Regions from separate parts of the Mus musculus genome. Here all the other regions are linked to region 1. The links are chromatin contacts, called in public HiChIP or PLAC-seq and promoter capture Hi-C maps. All regions are on one chromosome and are shown on one strand. Each heading gives the region's core, a stretch centred on a gene start, on an enhancer-like site or on the middle of the called end of the contact. The rest is flanking DNA. Distances are from core to core; before and after follow the strand shown.

Evidence for each region. Promoter capture Hi-C pulls out the DNA fragments that hold promoters and counts their contacts. HiChIP or PLAC-seq counts read pairs in DNA pulled down with a chosen protein or histone mark.
Region 2: a promoter capture Hi-C map of embryonic stem cells shows a contact between it and region 1. The contact joins the promoter of Prrt4 here to the promoter of Flnc in region 1. A contact is called at or near these places in 5 of 39 promoter capture datasets (the 3T3-L1 cell line, cranial neural crest, embryonic stem cells and 1 more), 2 of 484 Hi-C or Micro-C datasets (both in embryonic stem cells), 4 of 115 datasets of contacts at active chromatin or transcription factors (bone marrow-derived macrophages, embryonic stem cells, pancreatic cancer cells and 1 more) and 1 of 9 other capture datasets (liver).
Region 3: a FOXA1 HiChIP or PLAC-seq map of pancreatic cancer cells shows a contact between it and region 1. The contact joins the enhancer-like site here to the promoter of Flnc in region 1. A contact is called at or near these places in 1 of 39 promoter capture datasets (the 3T3-L1 cell line), 1 of 484 Hi-C or Micro-C datasets (muscle stem cells), 3 of 115 datasets of contacts at active chromatin or transcription factors (embryonic stem cells and pancreatic cancer cells) and 2 of 9 other capture datasets (adipose tissue and pancreatic islet).
Region 4: a FOXA1 HiChIP or PLAC-seq map of pancreatic cancer cells shows a contact between it and region 1. The contact joins the promoter of Impdh1 here to the promoter of Flnc in region 1. A contact is called at or near these places in 7 of 39 promoter capture datasets (the 3T3-L1 cell line, embryonic stem cells, liver and 2 more), 2 of 484 Hi-C or Micro-C datasets (embryonic stem cells and muscle stem cells), 1 of 115 datasets of contacts at active chromatin or transcription factors (pancreatic cancer cells) and 2 of 9 other capture datasets (adipose tissue and pancreatic islet).
Region 5: a contact with region 1 is called in a promoter capture Hi-C map of embryonic stem cells, with 2.9 times the contacts expected there. The contact joins the enhancer-like site here to the promoter of Flnc in region 1. A contact is called at or near these places in 11 of 39 promoter capture datasets (the 3T3-L1 cell line, 3T3-L1-derived adipocytes, the C10 cell line and 6 more), 5 of 15 datasets of contacts at CTCF or cohesin (the G1E-ER4 cell line, embryonic stem cells, large pre-B cells and 2 more), 76 of 484 Hi-C or Micro-C datasets (the 63-12 cell line, the AML12 cell line, B cells and 41 more), 7 of 115 datasets of contacts at active chromatin or transcription factors (cardiomyocytes, embryonic stem cells, kidney and 1 more) and 2 of 9 other capture datasets (embryonic stem cells and liver).
Region 6: a contact with region 1 is called in a promoter capture Hi-C map of the SN4741 cell line, with 4 times the contacts expected there. The contact joins the promoter of Hilpda here to the promoter of Flnc in region 1. A contact is called at or near these places in 2 of 39 promoter capture datasets (the SN4741 cell line and embryonic stem cells), 4 of 484 Hi-C or Micro-C datasets (embryonic fibroblasts, muscle stem cells, myocytes and 1 more), 4 of 115 datasets of contacts at active chromatin or transcription factors (embryonic stem cells, extraembryonic endoderm stem cells and pancreatic cancer cells) and 2 of 9 other capture datasets (adipose tissue and pancreatic islet).

Annotation. Positions count from the first base shown.
Region 1 is chr6:29,430,790-29,434,870 of GRCm38.p6, forward strand. It overlaps Flnc (filamin C, gamma), which reads left to right and starts at 2,364. Exons shown (of 48, transcript NM_001081185.2): 1 at 2,364-3,024. The coding sequence starts at 2,670.
Region 2 is chr6:29,177,747-29,181,827 of GRCm38.p6, forward strand. It overlaps Prrt4 (proline-rich transmembrane protein 4), which reads right to left and starts at 1,838. Exons shown (of 5, transcript NM_001101443.1): 1 at 1,711-1,838; 2 at 1-85. The coding sequence starts at 22.
Region 3 is chr6:29,193,760-29,197,840 of GRCm38.p6, forward strand. No RefSeq gene overlaps it. Among named protein-coding and RNA genes, the nearest start is that of Prrt4, 16 kb to the left of the region's middle. Within about 2 kb of position 2,307, at least 80 of the 459 cell types and tissues checked have an H3K27ac peak or open chromatin away from gene starts, as enhancers often do. A contact at or near this core is called in adipose tissue, muscle stem cells and pancreatic cancer cells, where this site is marked.
Region 4 is chr6:29,214,241-29,218,321 of GRCm38.p6, forward strand. It overlaps Impdh1 (inosine monophosphate dehydrogenase 1), which reads right to left and starts at 2,124. Exons shown (of 15, transcript NM_001302933.1): 1 at 1,832-2,124. The coding sequence starts at 2,001.
Region 5 is chr6:29,637,832-29,641,912 of GRCm38.p6, forward strand. No RefSeq gene overlaps it. Among named protein-coding and RNA genes, the nearest start is that of Tnpo3, 30 kb to the left of the region's middle. Within about 2 kb of position 1,975, at least 16 of the 459 cell types and tissues checked have an H3K27ac peak or open chromatin away from gene starts, as enhancers often do. A contact at or near this core is called in embryonic stem cells and stem cell-derived epiblast-like cells, where this site is marked.
Region 6 is chr6:29,270,584-29,274,664 of GRCm38.p6, forward strand. Hilpda (hypoxia inducible lipid droplet associated) reads left to right here and starts at 2,043. Exons shown (of 2, transcript NM_023516.5): 1 at 2,043-2,227; 2 at 4,067-4,081.

The DNA.
Region 1 (4,081 bases), core at 1,114-3,613:
TCTCAGGGTGGGGGCCCCTCTTGGCAGGCCCTGGGACAGCATTGCGCACGGTCTGTTCTGCCCGCATGGCTGAGGCAGAGGCCTGGGCTCATGGGCTATATTGAGGGCTGAGTCACCAGCCTGCGCCTGGGTAGGCTGACTGTGACAGGCTGCTGGGGCCTGAGTCAGGCCCCGATTTATCCTGGAGAGCAACAGGCTCGAGTTTCGGGGAGGAGGGTGCCGGGAATCGTCCGTTGGCACTCTGTACCCTGCTCTGCTGACCTGTGGGGCCTGCACACCCATCTCCCAGATCTCCCAGAGTGAGATAATGAAGCGAAAAGACTGCTAGGGAGGCTATCCTCCCTCGGGAGGCAGGTCTCTCTGCCCTTGCTAGATCCCCTCTGATCATTTCCACCTCAGAGTCCCTGGCCCGACTGGAGATCCTCATAACACCCACCAGGTGGCTGAGAGCCATGAGGGGCTGACTATAACAGTTCAGCTCCCAGTACTCTGCCCAAACCCCTACTTCTCTCTCTAGTAGTTCTGAGAGTAATCTCTTCCAGATCTGTATTTTGGTTTCTTCAACAGAGACAATATTACAGAGCCTACTCAAGTGGGCTGTCAAAAGTCTGTCTTCATACACACACACACACACACACACACACACACACACACAACTTTGCTTGCGTGATCCAGCTCTGTATCCAGAGCTAGGCATCCCTCCACAGGAGAGCTGTGTCTTTCAAATAGACAGTGCTGGTGCCTGCTGGGGGTTTTGGCTGAGGGGTGAAGGTAGCGCTCTGGGAGAATGACAGTTTGGGAGACAAGGAGGGGGCTGCCAACAGGAGAGTGGAATTCCTAAGCGCCTTGTCACAGGCAGCCAACGAACATGAGCTGCGGGGCACTAGCTATTTATACCTCTCCTGTCACTATCAGGGCCTCCAGAGACACCCCTGCTCCACACACCATGCACCACAGGGCTCTTTTCTGCTCCTGGCCCTTTCTGCCCTCCCCCTCCCTCCTAAGGACCAGGCCTTCTCCTTAGGTGAGAAGGAAAAAGAAATGATTGCTGGGAGCTTCACCATAAGCTCCGCCTCCCCCAACTCCTTTCCAAGTCCATAGTGGGCACCGCTGTCGTCTGCCCTTGAGGAAAGAGCTCCCAAAGATGCTTTATTATTGCCTTTCCTTTCATTATGACTGCGAGGAGGGAAATAAGGTAAAATGATTTACCCAAGCCTCAGCGGTCACATGGCTTGAATTAAGGACTGTCTTCCTTCAAAGCTAAGCTTACTTAGTCTCGAAGGATGGGGAAGCAGTGGACACACATCTGACCTCTCCTTGCGATGTAAATTCATTTGTAGGTCCTTCCCTTGTGTGTGGCAGGCAGCTTGGATTGCCTCAGTTTCTCTGTTGTGAACATTTCCCATGTCTCTCACCTTATTGGGCTTGCCCTCAACCCAATCCTGCCTAGGCTTCTAGCCTGCCTCCCTTCCTGCCCGCTTTGCCCCTGGCCCTGCCCACTTGCCCCAGTCACATTTCCCTTGGCTGCTCTGCCAGGGCTCTTCCTGCTATTTGGCACACTTCTACTTTCCCTGGGAAGATCTGCCCTGTGGCTCATGTGGGCACATTGCCCAGGGGGCTCCCTGGTACTACCTGGGCAGCCCTTTTGTCCTCTCATCAACTTGGTTGAGTCACGGGGGGGGGGGGGGCGCACACAAAGTGACTCACTGGGTACCCTTGTTCTGAGCTCAGCTTCATTCTGAGCCAGTGAGTCTAAATGGGCTAATGACCAGGGACACTGAGTCAGGTCAGGAGCCTTGGTTTCCCTGTGGCCCTGGGTTTGGATTCCAAATAACGGTTTAAGCATTTTTTTCTTGTAAAGTGGCAAAAGTCATGGAGCCCCCTTGAACTCAGTCTCTCCTGGTCAATGTCCCTGCTCCTTCTGGTGTTCTCTCTCTCTCTCTCTCTCTCTCTCTCTCTCTCTCTCTCTCTCTCTCTCTCACACACACACACACACACACACAATTTCCTTTCTGAGTTCTTCACAGGTGGACAATACAACCAGGCTAGAAGCCAGGACTCCTAGGCTGTGTCAACAGCCTTGTCACCAACTCCAGAAAGTTCTGTCAACACCAGATCAGTTTGTCTAGCCCTAACCACTGCCTCAGTTTCCCCATTACTTTCTTTAACCCAATCTGAGTGTGGAAGGAGTGTCCCTCATCCCTAAATGGCTAAGACTAGGTTGGGGTGTACAGTGTGCATGGGGAAGCTCAGGGCCAGCGCCCCCACCCCATCCCCGCTCCTGCTGAGGACTGCGTGGAGGAGGGGCGGGCGGAGGCGGGGCCGTGGGGCTCAGCGCGGCCCCCACCCGCGGGCCGGGCGGCATTCCTGGGAGGCCGGCGCTCTGACGTGGACCCTGGGGCTGCGGGCGCGGCGGGGGGGTCGGCAGCCCGGGGGCTTCTTAAACCCACTGCCCCGGCCCGGCCCGCACTTCCCGAGCACCGCTCCGCCCCGGGAGAGAGAGAGAGCCCTAGCCGGACAGCCCAGCAGCTCAGCCCAAGAGGCCAGCGAGCCCCGCCGCCCAGAGCGCTAACGAAGTCTCCGAGAACTCGGTGTCCCCGCGTCCCGCCCCGACAGCACCCACAGCCCGATCCCCAGGCCGTACTCCCCCGGCCCCCCGCCGCGCCACCATGATGAACAACAGCAACTATTCGGACGCCTCCGGCCTCGGCCTGGTTGACGAGGCGGACGAGATGCCGTCCACGGAGAAGGACCTAGCGGAGGACGCACCGTGGAAGAAGATCCAGCAGAACACATTCACGCGGTGGTGCAACGAGCATCTCAAGTGTGTGGGCAAGCGCCTGACCGACCTGCAGCGAGACCTCAGCGACGGGCTGCGCCTCATCGCGCTGCTCGAAGTGCTCAGCCAGAAGCGCATGTACCGCAAGTTCCACCCGCGCCCCAACTTCCGCCAAATGAAGCTGGAAAATGTGTCTGTGGCCCTGGAGTTCCTGGAGCGGGAACACATCAAGCTCGTGTCCATCGGTCAGTGCGGGGGTCACAGGGAACGGTCACAGCGGGGGTAGGAACAGGTCACATAGGTGCGGGTACTGAGATCCGGAACAGAAAACCTTTCCCTTGCCTGGTCTGATTTCTCCCTCGCCAGTACAGGCTGGAGCCCAGATACCCCTCTAGGACAGGTGGCACCCCTGAGAAGTTCCCTTCCGAAGTTGTCCAAACATCTTAGCTTCAGCCTCCCTACACACACTCCTACCGACCTGCCCAAAGTCCCCTCTTTTCCTTCCACCGGGCCACCCTTGCTTGCACATGCTTGCGAGGACAGGGCTGGTGCCCAGTGCTAATTCCTTGGGGGCGTATCCCGCCACCCACATGAAAGCAAATGGCTTCCCATCGCCTTCGTCGCTGGGCAAAAGCAGTCTTAAGACAGGTTCCAGTCGTCTCTGGGTTCTCAGGGCCCTGAGGCCAGGGAGACTAGTGGCCTGAAGCTCGCTGATGCGCTTGGCAGGCATGTGCTCCCCATCTGGGATCTGGCCGGACTAGAGCAAACAGAACCCGGCCTCAGAAACCTAAAAAGGCACTGAGCAACGTCCTGGGAGCTTTAACCCCTGATTGCCCTGGTCGTTTAGGTCGTCTGGGAGGGGGACTCCTGCCTGTCCATGCCCTGTTCCAACCCACCACCTGGCCTGGGATTGGCTACAGCTAAGGGTCAAGCTGCCCTGGAGGGAGGGGAAGGCTGAGGAAGAGAGGAAGTCATTGAGTGTAACCAGATTTGGAAGGTGTGTCAGTTCTGAGTGGGGGTAGGGAGGCGCAGGAGTCTAGAGAGTCCAGAAGCCCAGGGTGGGTTTTGAGTGGCAAGAAGATACCTTACTTTTCACAGCCCTATCCCGCTAGGACCAAGGTTTCCAGTTTGCGTCTTGGGTGAACTCTTAGAGCCCTTCTGGGATGTACTAGAAGGACCCCCCTGGGAGGATGCACCCCAGACCCTGGAAGGGAACTGTATATGGAACCAGGTGATGCCCACCACTACAAGCTGCCCCCAGAGACTTCAATATTTAACTAGGTATCTGCCCCCTCCCTAGTC
Region 2 (4,081 bases), core at 588-3,087, 250 kb before region 1:
CCAGGCAGCTGCGGCCTGCCATGGCCCCACCTGGCTCAGCAACGCGGGTGGGCAGGGAGCTCACTTCTTCAGCAGCTCAGGGGTCCTAGAGGGAGAAGTGCTGGGAGTCAAGGCCTCCACCCGCCTCTTCCCGGATCAGATGCCCCAGGCAATGGCTCTAATCACAGAGAAGCAGGTGCAGGAACACAGGCAACGTGTTCTGCCTAAAAGAGGCATGGCAACTCTTCTTGCCAGCCCCCTCTCCACTACCTGCAGGCTCCAGGGCAAATCTCTTCCCTGCACACACTACCGCCATGCACACCCAGCCTTCCCACAAGGGGGCCTGATGTCTGACCAGAAGTCTGACTACAAGCAGGAGCCTCATCCTGAGCCAGAACAGAGGGAATCAACTTAACCTCCCAGAGGCAGATTCCCTCCCTCCTCACCCACCCCTCTACCCAGCTTTCTCCATCCCCCACCCCCCATCTCTCAAATATCTACTGAGGCCCACTGTATATCAAGCATCGTCCCAGTAATACAGTGGTAAAGAATGCAGACCCTTCCGGTTCGCTCCTGATCCCCACCTCCAGACCCAGCAAGAAACCACTGGTGCACAAGGCCCTCAGAAAGGGCAGGTCACAAGCCTGAGTGATCTGACCTGCAAGGCCATACAGCCAGCGAAGCAGGGTCCCGGGCCTAGCAGAGGCTCTCCGGAGCCTTTCCCCTCTTTCTAGGGGTTTGGCCTGCAGCTACCCTCCCCATGACCTCAGGAGTTTTTGAGGGAGGGACCATTAACCCTTTCTGGCTCCGTAGGAAAGGAGGTCAGGCAGGCAAGCTCGGTAAGGGGCAGCAGCTGCAGAAAGGCTACCCCCCTCCCCAGAACACATCTGGTGGGGGAAGGGAGAATGAACCAGGGACACACGTGCACCCAGTACCCTTACATCACACACACACACACACACAGCCGCACCTAGCACCCGTGACACACTCACCCACGCACCCTTCACACACTCCTGCACATATACACACTCCACCCTGATGCGCCCCTTTCCCTCCTACGTAGGCTCGCTCTCTCTCTCTCTCTCTCTCTCTCTCTCTCTCTCTCTCTCTCTCTCTCTCTCTCTCTGCATATGCAGTCAGCAACACACACAATCCTAACACACTGTACATATACACCACACACCATCATTTCTATCAACCCCATCTCACGCCCCTTACACACCCACCCCTCGCAGGCACACAAGCACACGCGCGTGCGCACACCACACTCCCGCTTCCCCAGTCCAGACCGACGGACCTGCTTCTCTCGCTCGGGCGAGTCCCCGGGGCCAACCCCCGGGAGAAGGGGCACCCTGGCTCAGGGGGCCCCAGCAGGGCAAGGCTCGGCGAGTCTAGCCTGTTCTCCGTTGCGCCCAAAGCCGGGACTCGAGCTCAGAGTCCCCGGATTCCCTTTGGCTTGCCGGGCGATCGCAGCAGCTGCCGGTCTGTCCCCGGCTGGGTCTGCGACCCGCAGCGCTCTTAGCAGGCGGCGGGCGGCCGGGCTGCGCTCGCGATCCGCACTCCGCTCCCTCCCCGCGGCGCCGCCTCCTGGCTGTGAGCCCGGCTCCCCGGCCCAGCGCCCGCGCCCGGGCCCCGCAGCTGCCGGGCTTCTTGCAGCCCTCCCCGCTGCCTCCCGCGCCCTCCCTCCTCTCCCTCCTCCTAGCCCGCCCGCTGTTCGCGGTCCGCCCCTACCCGGGCCGGCAGGCGGGCGCGCACATCAGCGCGGAGCCACGGCCACCTCGCTGCTCCGGCCCCACGCGCACTCATTCACCCAGCGCTGCCAATCAGCTGCGGGAGAGTCGGTGCCTCGTTCTCAGCCTGGCGCTGGCAGCCACAGGCTCGGAGGACAGCCCAACGCACACACCCACAAGCACGCCATTCCCGAGAAACACCCTCAGGCGAGGGCACTGGGCGCGCGCGCGCACACACACACATTCACACGCACACAAGTACGTGCACACATGCAACAGTAGTCTGGCATAGGTTAGTATCCCAAGCAATCAAAATCCACTCCGTTGAACCCTGGATAAAGACTTACTGCTCTCCCTTACAACAATGGGAACAAATGTGTTCCCATTTTAGAGATAGATAAGTCCCCAGAACTTATCAAATTGCTTAAGATTGCTCAGTTTGGCGGAGACTTGAACTCAGTCTTTCTGCTTGCCTTCTTCACCACCTGGTGGTTTGCAAACATACAACCACCGAGGAAGGCCTCCTACGCTTCTTCGCAGGCCAACTGCCAAATGTCAATCCCCATTCATAGCGTCTCCTTTTGCTAAAATCTCTCCAAAATACTCAGCTTCAGAAATATCTGTGGGAGAGAATAGTGAGACAAGCTGGTGTGCGAGGTGGATCACAATTTGTCTCCAATAAGACGTGGTAGAAGAACATAGAAACAAAGAAAGAGCACCCAGCCAGCCTCATGGCACTGCTAGCTAAGAGTACTGAGCAGTCGCTAAGCCTGCTGCACTATCTAAAGGCTGTATTGTTGACTGACAGGATTAAGTGTGGCTTGTTGGAGGCTGAGGCAGGCGGATTTCTGAGTTCGAGGCCATCCTGGTCTACAAAGTGAGTTCCAGGACAGCCAGGGTTATACAGAGAAACCCTGTCTCGAAAAAAAAAAAAAAAAAAAAAAAAAAGTGTGGCTTGTTTGTTAGTCTGGAGTCTCTAAATCCCTTCATGTTTTCTTTCTTCCAAAACGGTGAATTTGATAGAAACGTGCGTGCGGGCGCACATGCGGGCGCTCGCGCGCGCGCGCGCACACACACACACACACACACACACGGAGGGAGGGAGAGAGGGAGGGAGGGAAATGTCTTTAATTCTGTCACTTGGCAGGCAGAGGCAGAAAGATTGAAAGTTTGAGATCAGTCACACTCACAAATTGATACTCTCTCAAACAAACAAACAACTCCAACCAACCAACCAGACAGACAGAAAGGCTGACAGACCAAACTGCAAAAGACTTGCCCATTTTGCTGGGTGTGAAGACAAAAACCCAGCATCACCCTTCAGGTGGTAAAGGCAAAAGGATCCAAGTTCAAGACTGCTGTTGTTGGCCATGGAGGGATTTTTGAGGCCAGCTCAGGCTACCTGATAACCAGCCTCAGTAGACAGGTAGACAAAAGTGAGCTAGTCCTGCCCCAGAAAGCAGAGACATAGCATAATATTTTGGTCAGGGGAAGAGCAGGCAATGTGTTGCAATTCAGAAAGGCATCTGAGACTCATTTTTGGATCACAGAACTCATGCCACCAATAGATTCAAGATCAAATTGGGTCTCCCACCAAGCTCTCAGAGTCCGACTGTGAATCTGGGATTTATCCTGAGTCTCCAAACAAAACACTGGGAAAGCCGTGCTCTAGGAGTCCCTAAAGGAAACCACTACTCTGCCCTTCTCCCCAGGCCACTGGGGGCTGCCTAGAGGCAGTGTGTTAGGATTCAGACTCTAATTTTTTTTCATATGTTTTATAAACGCTATCCCACCGGAGACATTTTCTTTGAATCTCCCTCGTAGAAAGCCTCATTTCTTGCTAATCATGTTCATTTAAAGACTTCTAAGTGGAAAGGCAGAAATAAACATATCCCAGCACATTAAAATTGCAATCTTCCATGACAAAGCAGGCTTATTCCCAAGAATGATATTTTTACAAAGATATTGAAAAGGGGAAGTCAGGACTCTCGGTTAAGATGGTGGCTGAATTCATACCTCTAATTTTACTCCCTCCCAAAACCCTATTAAAATGTTATTAAGAAGACCTCAGAGTCAATTGATAACTCTTCAGGGATGGGGAGAGCAGGAAGGGGCTCGAGCAACAGGGCCTTTGATGCAGGATGGCTGGCAGGGGCACAGTGACTGACTTAGCCACCCAGAGCAAAAAGCTGTCTCCACCTGGCAGAAAGGAAGCTCAGAGTCAAGTTGATTTACATCACACTGTTCTCAGAAGCTGGCAATCCAAATGCCTCAGGAACCGTGGGAGCATAGGCTAAAGGAAAGACCAATCAAAGCACAGTTCAACTCCTAGGTCTCTTCCCTAACTCCAAACCACCAGGAAGCGGGCCATC
Region 3 (4,081 bases), core at 1,057-3,556, 240 kb before region 1:
AGTGTGTTTTGTCTGTTTTTCTACATGCTCTCTACTTGCCCACCCCCACCCACCCCACAGTTGTGACCTAAGTCAGGTATCTACAGGGGATACTGGACAAACCCTTGGTAAATCCAGGGCTCAGGGCTCAGGGAAAGGGGCTAAGCACAAAATGCTTTTGGCTCAAATGCCCAATGGCTCAAAATGCACCTCCTGTTCTACAAAACAAAATCACCCTCCAACCAACTCCCAAACTCTGAAATCCCAGTACCGTGTTTGAAGCAGGGTTCTGTAGGAAGGGGAAGAGCTGGCTTCCGGTCCCACCCTGACAAAGCTGTGGAGAGCACTCCGCCCTTGTGTTAGTCTGGCTACAGCTGATAGAGTGAAGCCAGGGCTTTGAGTGTTAGTAGCAGGAAAGGCACGCAGGGTGGGACAGCCACAGAGATCCGGGGCAGACATGAACATGGAAACTCAGAAGCAAGGAGAGCCCATTTCTATCCCAAGGGACCAGACTTCATCAGGAATGAGGATATGAGCAGATGCTGCCGCTCGGGCCCTCTGGGCCAGCACCAGAGAGTGAAGGTGGGGCCAGAGACTGTAGAGAGACATACGCTGTGCAGACATACACTGCACCACTGAAGAATTGCAGATAAGAAGGATTAAGTGAATACGGCTCGAGTCCTCCAATGCTTTGGGCTAGGTGTATGGTTTATGGCCCCCCATATTCTCAGCATCACCAGAAAGCTCGGTAGAGAGGTGGAGATGGCACTGGTGCACTCAGATCTGCACGCCAGGAAGTGATGCCCCTGATTGTTGCACAGCCTGGTGTGAGGAGATTTGGTTAGAGCAGTGGCACGATTATAACCATTTCTTTCTTCTTACAGATATCCGGCCACCCTGCTGACCAACTCTGTCTTCAGCCAATCCCAGGAATCTCTGCTGCCCCGTGGGCCAATCAAAACCAGATGAGCACATTAGAAACAGCCCATACCCTTTTTACTCCCTTCCCCACAGAATGACCTCGGTGACAAGCTGGCTAAGAGAAGGAGGCCCCTTTCCCAGGAAAAGCTGTTCCCCGATCAGGGTCTCTTCTGTCCTCCTCCCCCTGTCTCTTTTCCTTTTGAGGCAGGGTCACATTTATGCCAGGCTGGCCTTGAACTTACTATGCAGCCAAGGATGAACTTGAACTGGAATCTGATCCTCTTGTCTGAGATTGTATAACCAGTTCTATGTTATGCTTAGAATCAAACCAAGAGCTTTGTGCACACTAGGCTGGGACTCTAACAACTCAACAAAACCAGAGTTTTTTGAACCCCTAATGGTGGGGTTCCATTCATCCTCAAAAAATAGATACATACACAAAAGGGTTGCATGCAAAAAAGATTCACAGACCCTCTAAAAGACACCCATGTGCCCAACGTACCTGCTTCCAGCCTGCAGTGGCCTGAGTGCCTGTTCTGTCCTGCCTTATGCCAGGGACTCTAGAAGTGAGACACGGCCCTCTGTCTTACCTTGAGAACTTTCAGGTTAGACAAAGCTGCCCAGGAAAGACTGTTTTCCAATCTGTGAATGAGACCTTGGGGTATATGCTATTAGAGGTAATAGGGTCCATATGCATGGGGGTCGGGGGGAGGTTGTCCACACAAAGCCTCGTAAGGATAATGAAACAGATGGTGTCCACATTGTTTAGCTTTTGTCAAGCATCCTATAAACAGCCTCTCTCCCTTTATGAAGGTGAGCATCCTAGACAGCTGTGGCAAGCCAAGTGATGGCCCTCGGAAAATGTTTGCATCCTGACTCCTGGAACTCATGGTGTCCAAGATGACAAAGGGGGCATTGGCAGATATGATTATGTTGTAAATTGGGAGATGGGAACACTACCATGGGCCTTTGAAAAGGAAGCTGGAGTGTAAAGTCCAAATGGGTCAGAAAGACTGGAAGAGTTGAAGATGCTGTGCTCTGGCTTTGAAGGGATGAGATGAGCCCATGAGTCTTGAGACCTTAGGCAATCTCCAGAGTTCTCAGTGCAAAGGAATGGGTTCTCCCTGGAGACTCTAGAGGGCAGGCTTCTGGAAGGATAAATCCTAGACTTCTGACCCACACCACAGGAAGATAGTAAGTTTATGTTGTCCTAAACTATGCAGTTGTAACTTGTTACCACAGCAACAGGAGGCTGGCACACTTAGACCTTGTCAGGGAGAAACCCATGCCTGCTGGGCTAAAGCTGCTGGGGAATTCTACAGCCAGCAGAGCAAAAACTGAGCCTGTGGTGAGAGAAGGGAGGGGCTGGGGACAGAGTGCTCAGCCTGTGACCTCACCCTTGGCTGCCCTGGCACACTGAACTGTCAGCCTGTGGTTATATGCATGACCAGGCCCCAAAAGGGATCCTTGTGGAGTCAATGCTGTGCCAAAGGTGGGGGTGTGGCAAGAAGGCTGGTGTCCAGGGGGAGCCCAATCAGCCTCAGGCTGCAGGCAGGAGCCTGAGAGTGACTAGACACATTCTCTCTGCTGCTCCACATGAGGAATCCTCTCTCTCTCTCTCTCTCTCTCTCTCTCTCTCTCTCTCTCTCTCTGCACTGCACCCTCTTGGCTTCCCTTGGGAGAGTGGGAGAAGGGACTTTGGGGCTGGGGCACAGGAATGAGGACACAGCCTCAGCTCTGGCTGAGCAGCTAGATGGCCTTGGGCAAATGACTTAGCCTCTCTGAGCCTGTCTCCTCCTCTAGAAGAGAAGTCATATTTTCCATTTCACAGGGTTTTATGATGTCATAACGCTCGTACACAATTCCAGCATAGAGCAAAGCCCCATCGGTACTGCTGGTATTTGCATCATTGTTACATGGTCCTGAACTGCTCACCATCACAAGTCAAAGCTGATCTCTCCTGCTAGGTTCTGAGTTCTTCAACGGAACGTGTGCTCTGTCCATCTCTGTACCCTCAGCATTGCTAAACCTGCTGATAAGTATCAGGTGAGGAATAGGCTTCATATGTTCATTATGAGTGACAGTCACTATCACTTATAAATAAGTGAATAAACATATGGAGCCTATTCCTCATCTGATACACACACACACACACACACACACACACACACACACACACACACACAGTCAGTCAGTCAGTCAGTCAGTCAGTCATATGAGGGAAGCAGACAGCATACATCGAAATGGAATGTGTTTGTGGTATTTTCTAGAAGGCAATGAAGCAGAAGGAGCGGATGGGTAGGGAGGCGAGTGGTTAAACTGCTAGTGTGCATGTTGGAAGGTCTATCAAGATGGCCCTAGAGTAGACACCTGCAGGAAGGGAGGGGAGTAGACAGGAGAGGGATATGTGGGAGAACTTTTTAAAAAAGGTGTGAGGGAGCATGGGATCACAAGGAGGCCAGAGAGGATGCACCACAGGGTGAGAAAGAAGCAATAGTTAACTAGGTCTGACAAGTAGGAGGGTCAGATCACAATGGGTCTTGAAGGTCACAGGAAAGATCCTGGCTTTTAGTTTGAGCCCAAGAAAACCACTAGCGGGCTTTCACGTGCTCCAACTTACATCTCAATTTCTGCTCTCAGGAGACTCTAGTAGGAGGGAATAGTGGGAACTGGGGAAACGGGGCCCATTGCCACAATGCAGGGAGGGGACAACCGTGGCTTAGCTGTTAGAAGAGACTAGAAGTGGCCCAAAAGGCTACCTATGGAGGCCGTGCCAAGAGGGAATGCTAATGGGTTAAATATGCATGGGGGAGCAAGACAGAAGGAGGGTGTCGGGGAGAATTATACATCTCAGTGTGTCCTTGGAGTACCCAGATTATTCTGAGAAAAAAAAATCCTAGTTGTGTATATAGTGGTGTTTCCACAGAATGAGCCAAGCTGAGAGCTGGGTGGGCATCACGGAATCCCAGAGGAGCCTAAGTAGAGCAACAACAACAATGGCTAGTAATAATGTGCTCTCTTGTCCAGCTAAGACACAGGTCTCCTACTTCGGGACTTTGGCCCAAAATAGTCAACACTCGGGATATCCAGATTGCTGCCTGCACCTTATATTTCCCTCCCATCCCTATAATCATGGAAATCAGTTCCTTATGACAGTTCTGACTCTAGGTCTATCGCCCCA
Region 4 (4,081 bases), core at 874-3,373, 220 kb before region 1:
TTTGGGTCCCAAGAGAGGAGACTGGCAGCTATGGGGAGGGTCACCTTCCCAGTGATTACAGACTTCAGGGCCCCATTCTCCCTCCTGCTTTGACCTATGTCAGAGCTCTTTATTACTCTAAGCTGCTGGGCTCAAGGCTGGGTTAGGCTGTCCTTTTCTAGAGACTTAATCCATCCCCCTGGCTTCCCCCCTCCCTCTTCCTGCAATTCCCCAGCTGCTTCCTCCACAGGGAGGAGACACCAGGCAACCAGTGGGCCTCTTTAACGCAAGGAAGGGCAGCTGGTCCCCTGAGACTCCCCTCCTCACAGCTTCAAGGGCAGGGGGCAGGCCTAAGGCAGCTGCTCAGGGGAATAGGGGAATAGTGTCCACCAGGGCACTAAAGTTCAGGCAAGCAGTCCAGAGGACTCTATCTGATCTGAGGTTGTTTAGAGGAACAAGATTTCAAAACAACACTTTTAGGGGGGAAAAGGTAAAGACAACATTAGCATTGTTATGCCGGGATAAATAGGCAGGGCTCACCCAAGTTCAAGCCAGAGAGACCAGTAATGCTGCTGGACTGAAGCCTAGGGCTTCTCAGAGAACCCTTGCCTTTTCCTACACCTTCATTCAGGTTGGTGGAGGCAGATAGAGGTCTTAGCTGGCAGGTTTTGGATTTTATACTGGCCTGGCTGGGGTCCAAGTTTACACAGGCCATTCTGAGCCTAAGTGGGGGGCGGGAAGTGTGGGGTTGGCACTGTCCCTTTGATGCAGCAGTACATCTGAAAAAGAGATGCACCTGCCTGAACTCTGAGATTCTACAGTCCTAGTTTCCTTCGAGCTCACAAGTACCGTGGCCCGCTTCCTCCCATATAGTGGCACCTCTCTAAAACCCCAAGCCCTCCAAACTAGATTTCTATTATAGAAAAACGGATGGCAGGTTGCTTAAGCCTAAGTCAGTTCTAAAGAGACAGCCAGCAACGGCAGGAGGGGCTGGGCTTCGTAGCCCCAAAAGCCGTTAAAAGTTCTTACATAAGCGGCCAAACCCTGGGCAGAAGAACTACCTGGCTAATTCCCCAGACCACCCTCCCCTCAAAACCCAGCTGCCAGATCACCTCCCCAAGCTGCTGAGCACCAGCAGATGGGGTAGAGAAAGAAGTCCAAATCCCCTGGACCGGAAGGACAGTAGGATTGCATTTCAAACTGCGATACAATCCAGAGATTAGCCGCTGTCTCTTTTTTCAGCTCGTTCCCTTGAGGCCCAGTTCACTGCCCCAACTCTTTCTCCAGGGACCCTCATTCATTGCCTTTCAGACCCCCTGCATTGGGGTACAAGTCTTTCCAAGGAGTGAACAGCAGCCGCCTCACTGGATCTCAGTGCCTGGTGAGAAAGTGCAAGTACCTTCCCCTAGTCCTAGGGAGACACTCAATCCGGACACCCACACCTATTGAATACATTCTAGGAAGAAGAAAGCTGAGGAGAAAGCGCCGTTGGACCGGGACTCCAACAAGCACTTTTTGTACCCCAGAGGTCGGAGCCACTTGTACCAAGCGTCGCTGAGTGTGTAGTATAGGTCGGATCTTAGATAAAATGTTAGGGAGCGATATTACAACCTGCGCCCTCTCTCCAGCTCCCCGGAGTAACGCGGCACTGAACTGTTTGCACAGTGCCCGCCTGCATCCGCCAGCCAAGAGTCAGGTGTATGACAGTCTAACTGCGTCTGGGGAAGTGCAATGGCAGTAGAGGGGACCTGCCTCTGGCCTCCCCCGCAGCGCTACCCGGTCTCCCGGCGTTGCCGCGCCCTTCTCTGCCGCCCGCCCCGGATGCGCCCGCGCGCCTTGCCCTGGGCGTCACCTCTCCGGCTCGTAGCCGGCCTGCAGCAGGCGGGCGCTGTACCGCTGCGCCGCGGTCTCATGTCCCGGGTGTTGCCGGGCTCCGGGCTCTGGAGCGGCAGCCGCTCCACCTCCCTGCAGCAGCGGCGAGAGCAGCCCGGACTCCGGTGGGGGTGAGAGCGGTTCCTCCATGCCATGCGGAGGCCGCAGCTCTAGGCGGCGGGAGCCTCTCCGCGTGGAGGCTCCCGAACCGGCGTAGGCAATAAGAGCCCCAGTCCGCTCCCGGAGGGAGCGGGGTAGTGGGCGGGGTCTACTGGAAGGGGCGGGGCTGGTTGTTGGGAGGCGGGGCTCTGGAAGAGCTGGTTTGGGGTCCTGGAGTCCATAGGGCTCCGCCCTTGGCACTACGCTCTGTTCCGCCCCCATGAGACGCCACTCAGGCTGAAAAGTAAGCAGATGAGCAGATGGTGAGGTGGAGCGAGGTTTGTGTTCTTCAAGGACCCAACTGAAGAGGACCCTCCGCTGTACCCTGTGTCGTGCACCTTCGAGTTTCTCCTGGTTTCATCTGAGGAAAAGGAGCGCAAACACCAGGGTAATGAACTATTATTGCATGGCCTCTTGGAGTGCTTCCAGTCCTGGGCAAGAGAGGTGGGACACTCCAGCAAGCCCTACCTATTCAACAACCCTCACCATTTCTTTATACTGCTACCCAGGGAAGACAAACAGGCTACTAGCTCCTGAAGGAAAAGACCCTAGTCTTGCCCTGCTTATAGTCTTCCTTTACAGGGAAGTAGGGCTGAGCACACACGCACTAACTCGCATTTGCTCATCTGCTGCCTAGAAAACACTTTCTATTTCAGCTTTGTTACTATTGTCAGCTTTCATAAAGCAACTCTCTGGGAAAGCAAGAAGAGTTACTGCCTTCGGGCAATTTGTTCGAGGAGGCCGAGTAGATAGAAAACAAACAACTGACAATTCTTACACTGAATACTTTTTTTTTTTTTTTAACATCTGACGATCTCAGGAATAAATAATAGACGCTTGGTGATCTGGGGCTGTTAAGATGGCTCAGTGATTAAGAGCACGGGTTGCTTTTCCATAGGACCCTGGTTCAATTCCTAGCACCCATATGGCAGCTTACAACTGTCAGGTTGTAACAGGTGATTCGTTGCCTTCTTCTGGGTTCTACAGGCACTGCATGAACATGCTGCACAGATATACATGTAGAAAGACACCTACACACATAAAATAAATAAAGTTGGATGATCTGCTGGCACTAAGATCCATTTCAAGAACCCAAAATTATGGTCTTTGTGTTGGCTAGTTTGATGTCAACTTGACAGAAGTTAACTCTGCCCTTGGTACCAGACTCTGTCGTGGGCACACACCCCTCCCCCCATCTGAACCAAGTAAATGTCAATTGAGAAAATGATAAAATGACTAAGATCAGGCTGTAGAGCATTTGCTTAGTGGTTGGGAGGCCCCAGCCTACTGTGGGTGGTGCCATCCCTGGGCAGGTGGTCCTGGGTTCTATAAGAAAGTAAGCTGAGCAAGCCATGAAGATCATGGCACCTCCCCATGGCCTCTGCATCAGTCAGTTTCTGCTTCCAGATTCCAGCCCTGTGCCGGGCGTGGTGGCGCACGCCTTTAATCCCAGCACTCGGGAGGCAGAGGCAGGCGGATTTCTGAGTTCAAGGCCAGCCTGGTCTACAAAGTGAGCTCCAGGACAGCCAGGGCTATACAGAGAAACCCTATCTCGAAAAAAAACCAAAAAAAAAAAAAAAAAAAAAAAAAAAAAAAAGATTCCATTCCAGCCCTGCTTGAGTTCCTGTTCCAACTTCCTTCAATGATGAACCACAATGTGAAGTATAAGCCAAATAAACCCTTTCCTCTCCAATATGATTTTGGTCATGGTGTTTCATCACAGCAACAATAACCCTAAGTAGGACAGCCATTAATCCAAACACTCAGAAGGCGGAGCTACAATGATCTCTGTGAGCTCAAGGCCAGTCTGGACTACATAGCAAGTTCCAATCCAGCCAGGGATGCACAGTTAAACCTATCTCAAATAAATACATACATACATACATACATACATACATACATACATACATAAGCAAGCAAAGACAGACAGACAGAAAGAAAGAAAGAAAGAAAGAAAGAAAGAAAGAAAGAAAGGAAAGAAGGAAGGAAGGAAGGAAGGAAGAAAGAAAGAAAGAAAGAAAGAAAGAAAGAAAGAAAGAAAGAAAGAAAGAAAGAAAGGCAAGCAAGCAGA
Region 5 (4,081 bases), core at 725-3,224, 210 kb after region 1:
CCAGAAGGACCTAGAACTTGGTGAGTTTTCAGTGTTAGTCTCCTGAGTACTGGGATTACAGGTGTGAGCCACCCCTCCAGCCAAGAAATCTTTAAAAGACATCTAGTGTGGCTGGAAAGACCATGCAGCTGTTACCGGGGTGGGGTCAGTTCCCAACAATGGCAGCTCACAAGCCATCTGTAACTGCAATTCCGAGGGATGGGTGCCCTCTTCTGACCTCTAAGGCACACATGGTACACATGCAAAAAAAAAAAAAAAAAAAAAAAAAAAAAAGCACTCCATGTAAATAAAAATAAATCTTAAAAGAAGATATCTGGTGGAGCTGAAGACATGGCTCAGTGGTTAAGAGCACCGACTGCTTTTCCAGAGGTTGTGAGTTCAATTCCCAGTAACCACATCATGACTCAACAACCATCTGTAATAGGATTTGATGCCCTCTTCTGGTGTGTCTGAAGACAGTGACAGTGTACTCAGATAAATAAAATAAAATAAAGCATTTTTTTAAAAGTATTTTAAAAAGCTATCTGGCATGCCAGCTCCTTTGCTCCTGGGAAGGAAGCATGACAGCTCCCAGTAAAGACCATGAGTTGAACCCAGCAGTGGTGGTGCATGTCTGGAATCCCAGCACTCAGGAGGCATAAGCAAGCGGATCTCTGTGAGTTAGAGGCCAACCTGCTCCAGAGTGAGATCCAGGACAGCCAGGGCTACTGTTTCAAACAACAACAACAACAACCACACACACACACAGAATGGAGGTTTCCATAGCAGAACGACATGTATGAATATAATAAAGACATGTGTGAACTTGTGTAGGAAGAGTTCCACTAAATCTTAACTGATATTCATCTTATCTTTTCAGTTTTTTTAATTGGATATTTTCTTTCTTTCTTTTTTTAAGCTTTATTTACTTATTATATATAAGTACCCTGTAGCTGTCTTCAGACACCCCAGAAGAGGGAGTCAGATCTCCTTAAGGATGGTTGTGAACCACCATGTGATCGCTGGGATTTGAACTCAGGACCTTTGGAAGAGCAGTCAGTGCTCTTAACTGCTGAGTCATCTCTCCAGCCCCTGGCTATTTTCTTTATTTACATTTCAAGTGTTATCCCCTTTCCTGGTCACTCCCACCCCCACCCCTGACACCCCCTATCCCATCCTCCCTCCCCCTGCTTCAATGAGAGTGTTCCTCCACCCATCCACTCCCACTTCCCCACCCTCATTTCCCCTACACTGGGGCATCTATCGAACCTCTATAGGGCCAAGGACCGTAGGGCAGAGGGAGTGGGGGAATAAAGGGAGTGGGAGAAAACCCGCATCCTGCCACCTCTGGGCGGGTGGATGTGGAAGACAGCGGCATGCTTCCTACTCGGCCCAGGTAGGTGATTGGCTGTAGGAAGCCGCGGAATCTCAGCTCGCCAGTGGTGGGGGGTGGACAAGGGGCAGTCTTAGGTAACAAGTTCTTAGTCTCGGGCATCCCAGACACCGCTGGACACTGCAGAAGACCTGAGAACAAAATGGGGGCCCCAGGGTCAGCTTGGTCATCCGCGGGGGAAGGGGGGGGGCGAAGGGAGGAGAGGTCAGGGAGAGAGTGGGCAGTGGGTGGTTCCCACGCCGGCAAGAATCCTTGGTCGTGTCTGTGGCTGGAGTGCAGGAAGGCCTTATGGCAGGAGGTTAGAGACGTGGTTGGGGGAAATCCTATCCCATCGTTCAAGCATGGCAGGCTTTGACTTGACGAGCAGAGACAGTCTATGGTTTTAGAGCTTTATTGTAGAAAGGCAAAGATAAAGAGAGAAGGTAGAAAGAGGGCCTTGTGGAGGGGAAGGGGAGGGAGAGGGAGAAGGAGAGCTAGAGATAAGAGTAAGAAAGGTGAGAGCTTAAAAGGAGGAGGGGCCAAGCAGCCCCTATTATAGTGGGCTGGGCTATCCTGCTGTTGTGAGGTAACTGTGGGGAGGAGACTACCTGGCTATAGTCAGGTAACTGTCGGGGTGGAGTCTAGACAGAATGCCAGGAGCTTGGGGCTTTATCTGTGTGATGGATAGTCATACACCTCTCCTGCAGGGGGCTGTGGGGGTGGTAACTTCGACAGGTGCCAGGGGTTCAGGAGACATGATTGAACACCTGTTCCATGTAGGTGGAGATCCCCAGGGTTCCAGACCTTTGCTCGACCAGACCAGGCTGTCTGTGCACAGCCCACTGCCCCACAAAGGACCTCTCCTCCCACTAATGCATGACAAGGCCATCCTCTGTAATATATGCAGCTGGAGCCACGTGTACTCTTTTGTTGATGGATTAGTCCCTGAGAGCTCTTGGGGGACTGGTTGGTTGCTATTGTTGTTCTTCCTGTGGGGTTGCAAACCCCTTCAACTCCTTCAGTTCTTTCTCTAGCTCCTCTATTGGGTACCGCTCGCTCAGTCCAATGGTTGGCTGCATCAGCCTCTCCGTATATATCAGGTACTGGCAGAGCCTCTCAGGAGACAGCTATATCAGGCTCCTGTCAGCATGTACTTCTTAGCATTCACAATAGTATCAGCATTTATTGACTGTATATGGGATGGATCCCCAGGTGGAGCAGTCTCTGGATGGCCTTTCCTTCAGTCTCTGCTCCACACTTTGTCTCCATATTTGCTCCCGTGAGTATTTTGTTCTCCTTCTAAGAAGGACTGAAGCACCCACACTTTGGTCATCCTTCTTCTTGAGCTTCATGTGGTCTGTATCTTTTCAGGTTTTTTGTTTTTTTATGTATTTATTTTTTGGTTTTTTGAGACAGTATAGCCCTGGCTGTCCTGGAACTCACTCTATAGACCAGGCTGGCCTTAAACTCAGAAATCTGCCTGCCTCTGCCTCCCAAGCACTGGGATTAAAGGCGTGTGCCACCACTGCCCCAGCATCTTTTTAGTTTTAAATGCAGAAAAACAACAAGGGCCTGGAGAGAGAGACAGCTTGCTGGCTAAGCACACCAGCTAGTTAACAAGCTGTACCACCAGCCCAGCTGGTGTCCACTGCTCTATTCTGGCCTCCATGAGCACTGAATGCCTATGGTGCACAAATAGATGCAGGCAAAACACCCATACACAGAAAAGAACAAATTTTAATTAAAATAATTCAACTGATCCAGATGGTGGTGGCACATGCCTTTAATTCCCAACACTTGGAAGGCAGAAGCAGGTGGATCTCTATGAGTTTGAGGCCAGCTTCGTCTACAAAATTAGTTCCAGGACAGCCAGGGTTACACAGTGGAACTCTGTCTCAGGGAAAAAAAAAATCAACTGAAGAATGGGTAAATAAACAGTGGTACATTTACACAGTGGAGTATTACTCAGCTATTAAGAACAATGACATTTTGCAGGCAAATGGATGGAACTAGAAAAGATCATCCTGATTGAGGTAGCCCAGACCCAGAAAGACAAACGTGGCACATACTTATAGATGGATATTAGACTTAAAGTAAAGGATAAGCATGCTGCAAACCACAGACCCAAAAAAGCTAAGTAACAAGGAGGGGGTGGGGGGGGGCATGAATCTCAATGAGAAGAAGAAATAGAATAGACTTGGGGGGGGCAGTTGTGAGATAGGAGGGGGCTGGATGGGGGTGGGAATGAGAACAAGAGGGATCAGGTCTGAAGACCTGGAATGGGTTGGGGGGGGGTCATCTCTGGGACAAGATAGAAACCTAGGGCAATGGAAACACCAGGAATCTATGTGGGTGACCTAGCTAAGACTGCTAGCAATGGGGATATGAAGCCTGATACAGCCACTTCCTGTAACCAGACAAGACTTCCAATGGAGGGCTTGTGACACCAACTCAGCCACAAAATCCTTGACCTACAATCTGTCCTGTCTGATGTGCAGGAGTCAAGATGGAGCAGACACTGAGGGAATGTCCAACCAATGACTGGCCCAGTTTGAGATCCACGCCATGAGAGGAAGCTCAGCCTTGACACTGTTAATGATATTCTGCTATGCTTGCAGACAGGAGCCCAGCATAGCCATCATCAGAGAGGCTTCACCCAGCAATTGATGGAGAGATGCAGAGACCCACAGCCAAACATGAGACAAAGCCTGGGAAAGAGGGAGAAGATGA
Region 6 (4,081 bases), core at 793-3,292, 160 kb before region 1:
TAGGTACTCGAAGGTGGCCTTGATTTAGAGTAGTCCTCCCTCATCCACCTCCCATGCACTGGGATTATGGGTATAGTGTTGGACCAAATAAGCGGTCCGTATTCCAGCCCCTATACTTACCTTCTCTTAATAACATGAAGACTGTGTTAAATATGTACAGACTGCCTTTTCTTTTCCTGGCTTATGGCAATCTTGTACGAATGCACTCATGATTTATATAGCTGGTGGGCTGGCTATACTGATGGGCTATACTGATGGGCTTTCTCAGTCCTCTGCCACTGTGAACAGTGCTGGAGTCCTTACTCCACAGGAGGGAGTTTACCTGAGGGATGACTCCCAGAAGTGGAATTCTGGGTAAAGGGGGCACAGACACTTTACCCAGTGTCTGTATTTACACTTTTCAGTATAATCATAAACTGAACTGATATGAGTTGCTCAGAACACTGATTTCCACCTCCTGTGCTTGCCAGCACGTCTCTCTTCTTCTAGGTACATCCCCCACCCTCTGTGACAGATGCGATGTCCTGAAAAGTAGGGGAAAGGTCACAGCGGAAGTTTGCTTCCTCCCTTTAATTCCGTTTAGTTTAGAGGCGAGGGCTTCTCCCACACATCGAATTGGCTCTCCCAAGGGTTCATTGACTCATCCTGGAAGTCATGAGAACGCACACCAACCCCCCCCCTCCTTGTAGTAACTATCGTGTTCACTTAGACCTGCCCCTAATTCTTGAGGGCTTTCCCCACTTGAGGGCTTGTCCCAGGAATCTTTTCTGAGATTCCCCCTTTGGGTCAGCACCTCTCCTTTGCGTTGGTTGGAGCCGGCAGGTGACTGGTAAGGCAGGTCAGTTTCCAGGTATGAAATCTAGACCATGACCTCCTCCCTCTCTAGTTCAAGCAAAAGGCAACTTTAAAAGAAAATAGCTTATTTTTAAAGAAAAAAAAATAATCTAAAATCCAATGCCCTCCCGGGGTACCGGAGCCACTGAAGGCAAGGCGATCCGTCCAAACGCCGTAAAAAGCCGAGACCAAAGCCAGGACAAATATTTTACTTTCATTCGGGAGGGCTCGAGAACAGTCGCAGGTACACTACAAGAACCTGACTCAAAAAACAAAGGAAGGAAGGGAGGGAGGGAGGGAGGGAGGGAGGGGGAGAGAGAGAGAGAGAGAGAGAGAGAGAGAGAGAGAGAGAGAGAGAGAGAGAGAGAGAGAGAGAGAGAGAAGAGAAGAGAAGAGGAGAAAAGGAAGAGAAGAGAGGAGAGGAGAGGAGAGGAGAGGAGAGGAGAGGAGAGGAGAGGAGAGGAGAGGAGAGGAGAGGAGAGGAGAGGAGAGGAGAGGAGAAAAGGAAGAGAAGAGAGGAGAGGAGAGGAGAGGAGAGGAGAAAAGGAAGAGGAGAGGAGAGGAGAGGAGAGGAGAGGAGAGGAGAGGAGAAGAGAAGAGAAGAGAAGAGAAGAGAAGAGAAGAGAAGAGAAGAGAAGAGAAGAGAAGAGAAGAGAAGAGAAGAGAAGAGAAGAGAAGAGAAGAGAAGAGAAGAGAAGAAAAGAAAAGAAGGGCTGGTGAGATGGCTCAGTGGGTAAGAGCACCCGACTGCTCTTCCGAAGGTCCAGAGTTCAAATCCCAGCAACCACATGGTGGCTCACAACCATCCGTAACAAGATCTGACTCCCTCTTCTGGTGTGTCTGAAGACAGCTACAGTGTACTTACATATAATAATAAATAAATCTTTAAAAAAAAAAAAAAAAGAAAAGAAAAGGAGGGCGGAAGGAAGGAACTCCTGCGGGGCCTTCCCACACTGCCCGGGCGTCACTTCAAGTACTGCATCCAGCAATGGGGGAGGGGGTAAAGGCGCCTTTTGGCTCCTGATCTTCTAGAAGGCGGCCGGTGAGGCTGAACCTCATGCTGTTCACTCTGGACTGCAGTGAATCAACCGCGAGCCGCGTGCTTTCCGTGACTCCCCGAGAACTCTGCGGCGACGCTGCTGACGCAGGGCTGGATGGCCAGCGGACGTGCCCCAGGGCGAGCTCGTGCAGGTTCGGTACGCGTGCGCAGTCTCCGAGGAGCCTCGCCCAGAAGGGGCGGGGCTTTGGGAGGTCCGTTTGTCTTTGGGGCTTATTTCTATCCAGAGCAGTGCCTGCGTGGAGCTTCCACGTTGCGACTCAGCCGACCTTCTTCCTTACTCCTGCACGACCTGGTGTGACTGTGAGCAGCCGTCTCTCAACTTTTCCTTCTGAGGTAACTGGCCCAGGACCCCCCAGGCCGGAGGCCGAGACATGGATCCCTTGTCCCATCGGTCGGGCTACTTGCGTTCGAGTCAGGGCTTTGCCTCCACCGGCTCTCTCTGCGTCGCCCAATCTATGAACTCCATGGGCCACCTTTGTTTGCCCACCAGGTTTCACCAAAGTACCTTAGCCTTCCCTTCCTGTCACCGCTTTAGAGTGTTGTGTAGTAACTGCCCCTTTGAAGGCTGAGTTCTTGTCTGTAGGACGACCATGTGGCCCAGAGTACCTTTCAGAGTGCCTGAGCTATTTAAAAGCATTCAAAGATGTTTGGATAAATTAACTAGATTTGACTCTTTGCTATTTTCTGTTTGCTACTTTTTGTTTTGTGGTACTCCGAATTGAACCTAGAATCTTGTATGTGCTAGATACAGCTTATACCACTCACTGGGGTGCATTACCTACCAGCCCCTTATGTTTACTTTTGAGACAAGGCTTCACTAAATCTTCCAAATTAGCTTTGCATTCTCTATAGCTCGGGCAAACCTTAAACATGCATTCCTTCTGCCTCAGCCTCCTTCATAGCTGGGATTACAGGCTTTTGTCACCCTTATCGTTTATATTGACGATATTATATTCAAGAAGTTTATAAATCCCCTGGAGGTGGTGGTGGCGGCGCGGCGGTGGCGGCCCGCGGAGGCCCGCGGACACCTTTAATCGCAGCCCTTAAGAGGTAGAAGCATGGAGGATCTCCGTGAGTTCGAGGCCAGCCGTACAGAGCTAGTTCTAGGACAGCCTGAGCTACACAAAGAAACCATGTCTCTGGAGGCAAAAAAGTTTGTAATCAACTTGGATGTATGATACAGGAGAAACTTAGACAGGTTGTTTGCTCTAGGACATATCCCTATTTCTTATTCTTGGGGCACTATGCTAGGGTGGGCAAGCACTCTATATACCACTGAGTTATATTTCAGCTCACTTTTTTTTTTTTTTCGAGGCAGGGTTTCTCTATGTAGCCCTGGCTGTCCTGGAACGCACTCTGTAGACCAGACTAGCCTCTAACTCAGAAATCCTCCTGCCTCTGCCTCCCAAGTGCTGGGATTAAAGGCGTGCACCACCATTGCCCTGCTCCACATTTTACTTTTTGAGTCAGGGTCTCACTAAGTTGCCCATGATAGTTTTAACTCACTGTGTAACTCAAGTATGCACCACCAGCCACACCTATCATTTTCTTGTATTTTATATATATACATGAAATACACACACATATACATTCATGGAGGCATTTTGCCTTCATGTTTTGTATCCTGTTTGCTGTGCATCATGGGTGTGTGTAGAGGCCAAAAAAAGGACTTCAGATTCCCTGGGACTGGAGTTACAGATGGTTGTGAACTGCCGTGTGTCGGCTGGTCCTCTGTAAGAGCAGCCAGTGCTAACCATGGAACCATCTCTCCCGCCCAATTTTCTTTCTACTTCCATCCGTCCCTGATGTAAAGTTAAGTCCTGGCACTGTAACTGGGTTTGTGCGTTGTGCTTGGTGGGAGTGGTCTTAAAGAGGGGTAAAAGTAATTGGGTGTGTGGAATGTGCTTGTAAGCCCAGCGCTTAAGAGGATTGCTTAAGTTTGAGGCTAGCCTGGGCTACATAGCAGGGAGAGGTAAAGATATACAGTTGTAAACAGTGTTCTTGAAATTATCCCAACAACATGTGTATTTGTTCTCCAACCACACATGCTTGGAGGTGATGCCGGGAGGGGACTTGCCATTGTCCCTGTCTCCCTGGCCGGCAGGGCCTCCTCTTGCTCCTGAGAAAACAAGGGTTGAGAGTAACTCAGACTCTTTCTTTCTTTCTTCACAGGATCTAGCAGCAGAA